3 separate regions of the Mus musculus genome follow, and all the other regions are linked to region 3. Evidence: chromatin contacts called from public HiCAR-type and promoter capture Hi-C data. All regions are on one chromosome and are shown on one strand. The core of a region is the stretch at or near the end of the contact, and the rest is flanking DNA. Distances in the headings are between cores, read along the strand shown.

Region 1 (3,578 bases), core at 781-3,280, 2.4 Mb before region 3:
ACCAAAATGCAACCAAACTAAAAACAAACAAAACATAGACAGCAAAACAAACCAAAACAAAATAAAATTCGCAAAAGCGGACTTCAGTACAAAAACAAGAAGCAGAAGAATAACAGATGTGAACATCCATGAAGAGCTGCCCTTATATTAGTAAATTCTACTTTAAGTAGCAAAGGGGGTGGGGGAGGCGCAAGGATGAGCTAGGAAGTTCCCAAATGCAGCTCTGGAGAAACAGGGGAAGTCAAAAGCAGCTGGAACAAGAAAGCAAGGCAGAATAAGAGTCAGTCCACCAAGGAGAGGCAAAAAGACACGGGGAGGGCAACAGATATGGAGAGCTGGAGAACTGTCAAAAGGAGGCTAGGAAAAAGAAGCCAGCAAGAGTAACTGCAAGCAAAAGAAACACCTCTAATATACTCTAAAAATCGTGACAAACAACAAATATACAAACCAAGAAACAAAACCTTATAAAGTATGGATTAGGTATCCAAAACTACCTCTCAGGCTTCCAAAAGGGGCAAATTTCCCTATTCGTGCTCCCATCTCTTGATGGTGCCAAGCAAGACATTCTGCTCCCAAGGCTACCCAGGACTGCACAAACCTTGCCCTACCATAAATCCAGCATCCACAAGAGTGCCGCTCCTAGCGCTTCATGTCCAAGCAGAGAGAGGGAGCCTGCAGAGTGCAAACCACTGCTATGGGGTCCGCAGGTCGACGTGGCTTCACAACAGCGGACTAGGGGAACCTTAGCTGCTCCCTTCCCAAGGGCCGAGGTGGGGGTGGGGTGGGGGTGTAGGAGAACAGTGGAAGATCGGCCGCTGCTGTCCCCCGAGCGCTACCTCGACCTGGAGGCGACGCGGTTGGAGGGGCCGCTGGCGTGTACCGCAATGTTTTGCCGCATCCCAGTGCCCAGAGCCGGCGCGCAGCCCCCTCTTGGGTACCCGGACCGAGCAGCAGCCTCCTCGCAGGCTTGGTGGCGGGGGCGGGGTACTGTGCACGATGTCGCGGGGGCCTTCAGTCCCTCTGCGCACACATTTCTCCGCGCGCTCCCGTCCCACAAGGGGTAGCTGCTGGAGTTTTCTTTGGCCTCCCTAGACCCAAACGTGCAGTGGGTGAGCAAGAAGGAGAGATGACTAGTTCAGGCCGCGAGGGATAGCTACTGGGGCTTCAAAGACCCATTTGCTACAGTCAGAGTGACTCCATAGTTCGGTTGCCTGGAGCTGTGGCCCGGGCTTTGCCCCCCACCCCCACCTGCCCACGCCAGCTATAAGATCCTATTCACCCAGCCAGAAATCACTTCAACATTTAGGAATCTTGCAAAGTGTCACTGCTAGCATTCCCCCAGCTTCGCTGGGCTTTCGGAGTTACCCACGGGTTCTTCCTCCTATACTGCCTGTCTTGCAGAGTGCCAGCGGTCTCTGAGCAGTCTGCCGGCCACCGCCTGAAACCCCACATTCAAGTCCACGCGCAGTGCCTGAGAGTAGGGCTCAGAGCACAAAGCCCAGCCCAGCGCAGCAGCCCTGACAGCTCACTGTGCCCCTGGGGCAGGGATGTTAAGGACACCCGGATTCTTTCTGTCCTGGAGGACAAGAGATCGCGCCATGGGCAGGCAAGTGGGAGGCGTGTGCCTGTGTGTGTGTGTTCCGGGGTGGGGGTTAACCAACATGTCCACTACTAAACTCAACGGGCCCCAAACCAACAGGACTCCAACAACTAAAAATAATAAGCTACCTGCTTCCCTCCGCGCGCGCGCACATGCACTGTGCCAAGCCCAGCCTGGAAGAAGCAGCGCGCCTTTCCTTGCAGCTCGCGCAGCCCGGGCTTGAAATTCACTCACCTCTGGAGCCCCAAGTCCTGTGGAGGGCCCACTGCTTTCCGACTCGCTCCTCAGTTTCCGCGATGCTCTCTACTTGATCTGGGATCCAGCTTCTTGGCTCCCGCTCGCTGGTCAAGCCCACAGAACAGCCTTTAGCAGGCAAGCAAGCGGGCAGCGGCGCGCGCGCGCACCCGGCCAGACACCGCGCGCGCACCCAGACCCTCGCACACGGGCTGCACCTTTACATACACGCGCCGAATCCCCGCCCCCGCCCCCGCCCCCTGGCGCACAAGCAGCCCTCCCTCCGGACACCGATCACTTCTATCAAGGCACATTCCTGAGCCCCTTGACCCTCCAGCAGACGCCCCCACTTGAGTCCATTTCTACCCACACACTAGAAAGACAACACGGTTTCCTACTGGCATCTATCTCCTCTTTTGCCTAAAACATCGCCTAGGGAGGAGAGACCCTGATCCTTGGGCATTGGAACCCTAGTTTCCTAACGTGTTTGCACTAACCTCCATCACCCTACCACATAAGCACACTTGAGTCCTTTCTCTTCCTCCAGCACCCTAACAAGAAAAGGGGCGCGCGCTCGCGTGCGCGCGCGAACACACACACACACACACACACACACACACACACACACACACACACACACGAGGTATTCCACTGAGAGAACAAGCAAGAACCCCAGGGAGATGGATTTTTTTTTTTTTTGAGAGCCTGAGGCAAGGAGGTGGGGTGGAGGCAGGAGCAGGGGACATAGGGTCTTCAAGTCTAGATGGTGGACTTGAATAATTCCAGAGTAGAGGGGTGAGTTAACAACAATGACATTGAATTGCGCCAGTCGCACTTGAGTTTTATATGGTGGGTATGGTTCCTTTGGCTAACTGTCATCCCGTAGAACAGGGGGCTTTGGGAATATTTCAGACTCAGGCGATCCTGACTGGAGCATTCTTGGGAGTAGTTTCCTGGGATCCAGTGGTATTCGCACTCCCCCTACCTGTCTGCGCGTGAGGGGCCTGAAGCTTAAAAGGCAAAAGTGTTAGGCTTTAGCCCAAAGTGAGCTTATTTAGCAGCGTTAGGAGAAAAGGGCTTAATTTTGGATATTTTAGAGTTCCACAGGCCTTCAGCTCCAAAGGTATTAAGCAGGGTAATTAAGAAGCTGTGGTTGGGAACAGGGGGTTAAGGGTAGAGGGAGAGAGGCTGCGCTTGAAACTAAAGGGGGCGAGGGGAGAGAGAAATAGGGAAAAAAAAAAAAAACCCCGCTTTCCCTACTGAGCATGCCCAGTTTCGAGCTCAAGCCCTATAAGAGAGGCATTGTGTGCATTCCACTTCTCCGGGGTTTGGAGGTGACCCGGAGGGGATTTTGGTTGGGGGCAGCAGGGGATGATGGGAGGCTTTAGGGAAGGGGGTGGAGGCTGCCCAGAAGACACTCTGAAGAATGAAGGGGAAGGGGCACACTAGGGAGATAGAAGAGGGAAAATGATCAAGAAAAGTCACTTCTTTAGTTCCTACTTGTTTATACTAAGGAAGCTTTAGCAGCTGACTGCCAAAAATCTAAAGGCTGCAGATCTCACCCTTTCTGAATCCCTTGCAACCAAAGATTAATGTTTGCACACACAAAAATGTAGGAAGGTCCTGAGAAAAAGCTAATGTTCATATCAGTTTCACACAGATTGATAATTTAGTTAGAAAGCAAAGAAACCTAGGGACTGGGTAGATACCTCTGCTGTCTGCACACCTTTCAAATGTTTGATTT
Region 2 (3,352 bases), core at 374-2,873, 2.0 Mb after region 3:
GGAGTTGCAACAACATTAATATTGTTCCGGCTGAGGCAGGCTGGGAACTGGAAGCCTCACATCCTAGCCCTCTACCATCTGCTTAGGACAACTCACCCTTGCTCTTTCAAGTGCACACTTCCAAATAAGTCTTTCTTGTCACATTCCAGTTGGAATCATCTTGCTTCCGGGCTCACTTATCTCACACCACAGACAGGCTCATTTCCAACTGTAAAAGATATAACCACACTTTATAGACCACATCACAGTTGTGACTCCATATTTATATCTTCTTCATGCGTGTATGTGTGTGTAGCATCCATGTGTGTGAGTATGGCCACACATATGCCACAAAACATGTGTGGGGGTCACAGTACAACTTCTAATGCAGTCCTTGCCTTCTACCCAGAGTCTCTCTTTTTGTTGTTCGAAACTAGATAAGGCACACTGACCTGTGAACTTCTGGGGAATCAACTTTGTGGGAGTGCTTATTTAGGCACTTAGGCCCAGCTTTCTATAGATTCTAGGAATTAGAAAATTCAGGATTTCATGCTCGCATAGCAAATGTTTTACCCCCTTGAGCCACCTCTCCAGCTCCACACTTACGGTTTTGAGAAGTTGAATTTTGCACATCTACTCCTGTAGGTTCCAATTTCAATAGTGACAGTCTTTTTGTTGCTACCTCACCAAGGACTCACTAGTACTTAGGACAGTGCTTGGCACATGGTAGGCATTCAATGAACTTCTCAGTTGGATGCAAGCCTTCTGGATTAAAGGAGCATGGGTCAGGCTGGATATAAGCCCAATACAGAGGCCAAAGGGGTGGGGAGGTGATTTTGGTTCTGCTGTAGAAGGCAAAGGCAGAGAGCTGCATGGAAAGGACCCAATGATGCACATAGACAGATCCCATGACTGCTTTACTGATGCCCTCCCTCTGGTACAGGGGGCATGTAGAAGAGGCAGAAGTCGAGTAAAAAGGAATTAACAAGTGTTCAACTCTCTCTGTCAGCTCTTTTTATTACGAATTCCAAGTAAAACTATGAACGGAAAGTGTGAGGGGGACTGTCTGAGAAAGGGATAACATTTCCTGAAGTTCTGGCACACCCTATTGGCCCTTAAAAAGTACTCAAAGTTCCCACAATACTTCCCCAAATCACTAGGTAGTAGAGCGATTTATTTTGCATCCTAGCCATAAGAGTCCCAGAAGTCAGGGTCAATGTAGTTATCACTGTTCCTAGATCAAAGTGTTCTCCAATGGAATTTATCACTTTTTTTTTACTTCCCTCCCGCCGCGACTTGCAGTTCAAACAGGTCCCACGCCAGTGCCGTGAAAAATCTACCCAATGCCCCTCCACTTCTGGTCGGGCCCCATTTTCGACAACTGGAGGCCTTTTCCCATGTCCTCGCTTCCTCCTGTACGGAAGAGGCCTCTAGTCCCCGCGGCGGGCACAGGCAGCCAGACTTAGTACTGCCCTTTACGCTTTCCCGCCTTTCACCAAGTGCGCGCGCCAAAGGGTGCGCCCTGATACCCTGAGGCAGGTACCCAGGAGGGCGCATGCGCGTGCTCCACTGCCCGAGAGGAGGCAAGGGCGGAGCGGAGAGGGCGGGGCCAAAGGGGAGGGGCTGCGCGGGTCACGTGACATCGTTTGACTGTTTACAGGAGGCGCAGCGGAGCCCTTGGCCTCAGTCAGTCAGGCGCTGGGGAGCGTTTCGGTTTCACTTCCGGTGAGGGGCCGCGCCTGAGAGGGCGGGCAGTGAAGCAAACGGACGGCGAGCGCGGGCGGTGGCAGTGACGGCGGCGCCGCTGCCGGGGGGCGTGCGGTAACGCGGCGGCGGCGGCGGCGGCGACGGCGGCTGGGCCTCAAGCGCCTGCAGCCCACCTCCCGGAGGCGGGCTCCCGGCGCGAGGACGGACGAGAAGATGGAGGAGCTGGTGGTGGAAGTGCGGGGCTCCAATGGCGCTTTCTACAAGGTAACCGGCTACCGGACAGGCCCGGTCCTCGGCCTCCCTCCCTCCCTCGTGTCCAGGGTGGCGGGCGGGCCCCTCGGGCGCGGCGGGAGCGGCGGGCTGTGGGATGTGAGGGAGCGGCGGAGTCGGGGCCTAGAGCCCGCCTCAGCGTTCCGACTCCCGCCTGAGGCCCCGGCGCCTGGCGGAACGCGCGGGTTGCCGAGGGCGGTTGAGCGGCCGAGTTTGTCAGCGAAGCGGGAATGCGAGGACAGGGGATCCGATCGGCCATGGGGCCGGTGCCGCGGGAAGTGGCGGCAGCGGCTTAGTCCAGCTTTCCCAAATAATCCTCTCCCAGTGGGTTCGGGGCCTGACACGCGGGGAGCCGTGCGGGAACCGGGGGCGCTTCAGCCCGGCCGCCGCCAGCCCTGCTGGACGAACGGCCGTTACGAGGCTTGGGCGGCCGTTAGGAGGTTTGGGCTCCGCGTTCGGCCCACAGTCCAGACTTTGGAGAGCTCCCCGGTTCTGGGCGAGGGGTGTGCAGGGAGTAGTAAGAAGCGGGCGGCAGCTCGGAATCACAATGGCAACTGCTCTTGAGTGGCCTCTTTGTGAATTTCCAAGGAGGGTTTTAGATCTAAAAGTTTCGGAAAGACCATGACATCTGAGAGAGCGGTTTCAAACGCTAGCCAGAGCCGGTATATCCACGGCCTCCGAGGCTCTTTCTAACTGGGAGCAATTCAGGGATAAGCATGTCGCGGCTTCTAAAAATATTACCAAGTCTGCTTATTTTAAATTTCCCTTTGTGTTTAAGTTCTCGAGGACCCGAATTTGTGCCACAGAACTTCAGGAAATTAACGGGGACTGTACGATTGCTACTGAATTTTTACCAGGACGGTTTGGAATGTTTGTTCTGTGCGCTGAAGTGCATAAACTTGAGTATATTCGCTTTGAGTTTTGCGGTGTTACAGTGAGCTATATTTGAGGTTTTAAATGGGCATTCATGGAACTACTGAGAGTTTTTTTATACCATTGAATATCAAGTAACATCGTATATTTTTCAAGGAACTTTAAACTTAAGTATTGTGTGATTTTTTTTTGATACTGCATAAATGTAGATCTAGCAATATTATAAATTCTCCTTTTGTGAATGTTTATAAGCTCTCTAAGGCCCCACCTCACTAGAATATTTTAGTAACAGAAGGTGCACGTGGAAGGAAGCATGGAAAATAGCTTTTGCCATTGTCCAATAGTTTTAAGTTTATTATAGAATAACTTGGACATTTCAAGTGGGACATACTAAGCTAAACTCGGGAAAGTGACTTTAGTAAATTATGCTTTTGCCAAGTTTATGGAGACATTTAGTGGAAGATAAAATTCTCGAATCAAGGAAATTTGTAAAATACTAATTTATACTAAAAATACCCTTTTG
Region 3 (3,292 bases), core at 124-2,623:
CCCATATAGTCCCTTTCAGCAACCATTATAAAAAGAAGGCCAAAGGGAAAGAGCAAAGGAAGATGCACAGAAGATTCTATTGAGAGGACAGAGGTGATAGTCATTAGTGCTGTGTGAACCTGCTTTAAATGTGCAATAACCTTGACTGCAGAGAATCCTAACGTGCATCCATTAGCTTCCTAGCTCATTTTTGCTCTAATTTTGTACCTTTTTCCTGGCATCATTTTCAACTGTTCTTTTCTTTTCCTTTCCTTCCTTTCTTTCTTTCTTTCTTTCTTTCTTTCTTTCTTTCTTTCTTTCTTTCTTTCTTTCTTTCTTTCTTTCTTTCTTTCTTTTTTTTTCCTGCTGTTTCCTACCAACCCTCAGGCTTTCTGTGCAAGAGGGATTCCACAGACTCCGGGAGGGTAATGAAAAGGTCAGGAGGCTATGGAGATTTCAATGAGGGACCATATCCTCTAGGATGAGGTGGCCGCTGTCTTGGCACCAGAAAATTAACTCCCATTCTTTGTTTAACTGAACCAATTGCAACTTTATCCAGAATCTTTTCGGGCAGTTAGGAAGCAGCTGCAAAGGAGGTAGTTCTTCAGGGGAAATTGCAAAATCCTAACCACCTTCTTGAACTACACTGACTGTTTAAATGCGTGTCTTCCTTTAATAGAATCAGTCTAGACTACTAATAAAGAGGAAAAAGAAATTGGTGGGGGGAGGGGGGAAGCAAAGGAGAGGGCAAGAAAAAGGCCTCCAGAAACCTCTTTGAAGTATTAAAATAATCACTATTAAGGCGGGGTCTGGAACAGTGCTAAGTCTTGCTTTTCTTCAAATGTTTGCTTGCACGAGTCTTCCTGAGCACTGTACAATATGAAAATACCTTCTTTACTACCCTGGGAGGAGATCCTTAAACATATGCAAGCGAACGCCAGTGATTGGGTGCTTACTAGCTAAGGGAGGCAGCGGCATTTCAGGAAGGTGTCCAGCTCAGATTACTGACTGCTTTTTCACTTGTCCATAACTTCCACCCAGGGGTCTTAGGGTCCCCCTCAGATATGATATCAAGCAAGCGTCATCCTTATTTCACTTGACCTGGTCTGAGGGGCAGCACATGGTAGAAGCTGCAAGAGCTGGGCAGAGTTCCAGTAAAGAGGGGCTGACAGGCGAGAGCAGTGCTCTGCAACGCTTGTCAGACAGAGAACTGGAGCAGCGGCTCCTTTGTGGGCTGGTAAATCCCCCTCCCGAGTGCACAGCAGGGACATTTGATCTGCAGGGTGATTGATAAGTGCTAGAGAGGGGCAGCCATCCTTCCCTCCCTCCCTCTTCTCTCCTCTCTCTTTCCCTCCCTCCTTGCCAGAAGCGCTGCTGGGTAGCGAGCTGCTCCAGTAAGGATCTTCCTACCCTGGGGTGGGTGGGTGGGGGGATACCGCCTGCGCTCCTCGCTGCTGTGCCACTCACTGCACGGCCCGCCCGACTGGTACCTAGGAGGTGCTGGCTTCTGAGCCTCTCAGAGACGCGGATGCTGCGGGAGCCTCCAGGGGAAGATCGAGGCGGAGCGCTCTCTCTGGGTAAGTTCGGAATACTCGGGAATGCCGTGGCAATGAGACCCACGAGCCGGGTTTCTTTGGCCTCAAAGTGGGTATGAGCAGGGAGAGGCTAGACTATACCCACCGTGATCAGTCAGCCCTTGTGAATCGCCCTCTCCCCTCGGTACCCTCGGGGCTCTCTCCTTTTTGCCCCTGACCTTCCAAGGCTGTGATAGGGATCCAGGAATCCCAAAGCTAGGAGACCACTGCTACTGCCAGGAATGACCCATGCAAGATCTTCTGCTAGTGAAATGAACCATTCACTGGCAGTGTCCAAGCCCAACGGCAAGGGCAGAGTGGCTTTTGGGATTGAGAGGTCATCCTCTAGCATCAAGATGTTAGCCTTTAAGGTGTAGGAAAGGTGGGGCTACTCTAGGGTTGGCGGTTAGTCCTGACCCATTCAAAGAGGGAACTCCCTTAGAGCCTGTGTCTCCCTAGAAGAGAGATTAGCCTGGAGCACCCAGCAGGCTGAAGCGGGCCTGCTAGACTTCTGACCTGGCTATGGCCTAAGAACTGCAGGAATGAAGTTGGGCTCTGAGTTGCAGCCTGGCCCCCTTCATGACTTGTGGAAAAAGCTTGGGCAAACTGGCTGGTTAGTGACAAAGAAGGCCTGGGCAATAGAATATGCATGTCAACTTCCCTCTTCTTAAGAAGAACAAACATTTTGCTTATTTAAGCATCTGCCCCTGCTACTCTTGAGTTCCCAGTTCACCCTGAACCTTTCCAGCTTCTTAAAAGCTCACTCTTTTCAGCCGTTCTTAGAGATACCCTGGACCAAATGAAACTTACTTAAAAGTGTTTGTCGAATGTGAGGCTTATTTGCTTCCAAATAACAGTCATGTTTCTGAAAAGGGTCTGTGGATGCTCAAAAGCAGGCAGAAAATAGAGTGGCTGAGCAAATTGACTCTTGCAGAAAGGAAATCATGGAATGAAAAACTGGAACTCAGGGACCTTGGTAGGGCTCATCATTACCACCAGGTTTGCTTCATTGTGTAAGTGGTAACAATTTCAAGACCTCCAAATTCCCTATCTCTCCTCTCCTCTTCCTTTTCTTCCCCTCACCTTCCTTCCTGTCTCCTCTCCTTTCATCTCTTATTTTCTCTTCTTTCCTCTTCCTCTCTCCTCTCTTCTCCTTCTCCCCCTCTTCTATCTTTCTCTTTCCTTTCTAGCAAACCAATTCTGGTCTCCAGAGAGTGTGCACAGAATTATCTATGCCTTGAATATTTTACTGTATTTGAGAACTAATAGTAATTATATTTATTTTAGCAGTAAAAACTTTACAATTGTGTGAAATGCCCCACTGAGTTTAGGTATACAATCCTCTAATTCATATTAAGCAGTACTGTGTTGTTTCTAATTTTAGCTTCTTGAAGTTAACCAAGTCAGCAAGTCACCTGGCTGAGGAATGTCCTGATCTGTAAAATAATTCCGGTCTGTTGGGTTTTGTACAGCTGTCACAGTGGATTTTACTTCAGTAAGATAACCTAATTAGCAAGTGTTTGTTAAACTAAAGCCCGAGTGAATAAATCATATCTCCCTAGGAACAATGTACTTTTAATATTTAGAAATACATAGAAAGTGCCCTTTCCTTATGAAAGAAGTGAACTTTTGCTCAGGACATATTACTCAGCCTGCACATAATGATGCACGTGCAGTCGAATGGGAGGCTATCCACCACTGCCCTCCCAACTCCCAGGGCTTCTGTGCTTGTCTCATGG

The links. Promoter capture Hi-C pulls out the DNA fragments that hold promoters and counts their contacts. HiCAR-type assays count read pairs that join an accessible place to other places.
Region 1: a contact with region 3 is called in a promoter capture Hi-C map of hippocampal neurons, with 6 times the contacts expected there. The contact joins the promoter of Slitrk4 here to the promoter of Slitrk2 in region 3. A contact is called at or near these places in 2 of 39 promoter capture datasets (frontonasal cranial neural crest and hippocampal neurons).
Region 2: a HiCAR-type map of astrocytes shows a contact between it and region 3, with 11 times the contacts expected there. The contact joins the promoter of Fmr1 here to the promoter of Slitrk2 in region 3. A contact is called at or near these places in 4 of 39 promoter capture datasets (the 3T3-L1 cell line, cranial neural crest, frontonasal cranial neural crest and 1 more) and 4 of 115 datasets of contacts at active chromatin or transcription factors (VIP interneurons, astrocytes, embryonic forebrain and 1 more).

Annotation. Positions count from the first base shown.
Region 1 is chrX:64,274,966-64,278,543 of GRCm38.p6, forward strand. Slitrk4 (SLIT and NTRK-like family, member 4) reads right to left here and starts at 2,031. Exons shown (of 3, transcript NM_178740.5): 1 at 1,835-2,031.
Region 2 is chrX:68,676,918-68,680,269 of GRCm38.p6, forward strand. Fmr1 (FMRP translational regulator 1) reads left to right here and starts at 1,624. Exons shown (of 17, transcript NM_008031.3): 1 at 1,624-1,950. The coding sequence starts at 1,900. Fmr1os (FMRP translational regulator 1, opposite strand) reads right to left here and starts at 1,482. Exons shown (of 4, transcript NR_033481.1): 1 at 1,263-1,482; 2 at 97-208.
Region 3 is chrX:66,647,945-66,651,236 of GRCm38.p6, forward strand. It overlaps Slitrk2 (SLIT and NTRK-like family, member 2), which reads left to right and starts at 1,374. Exons shown (of 3, transcript NM_001161431.1): 1 at 1,374-1,556.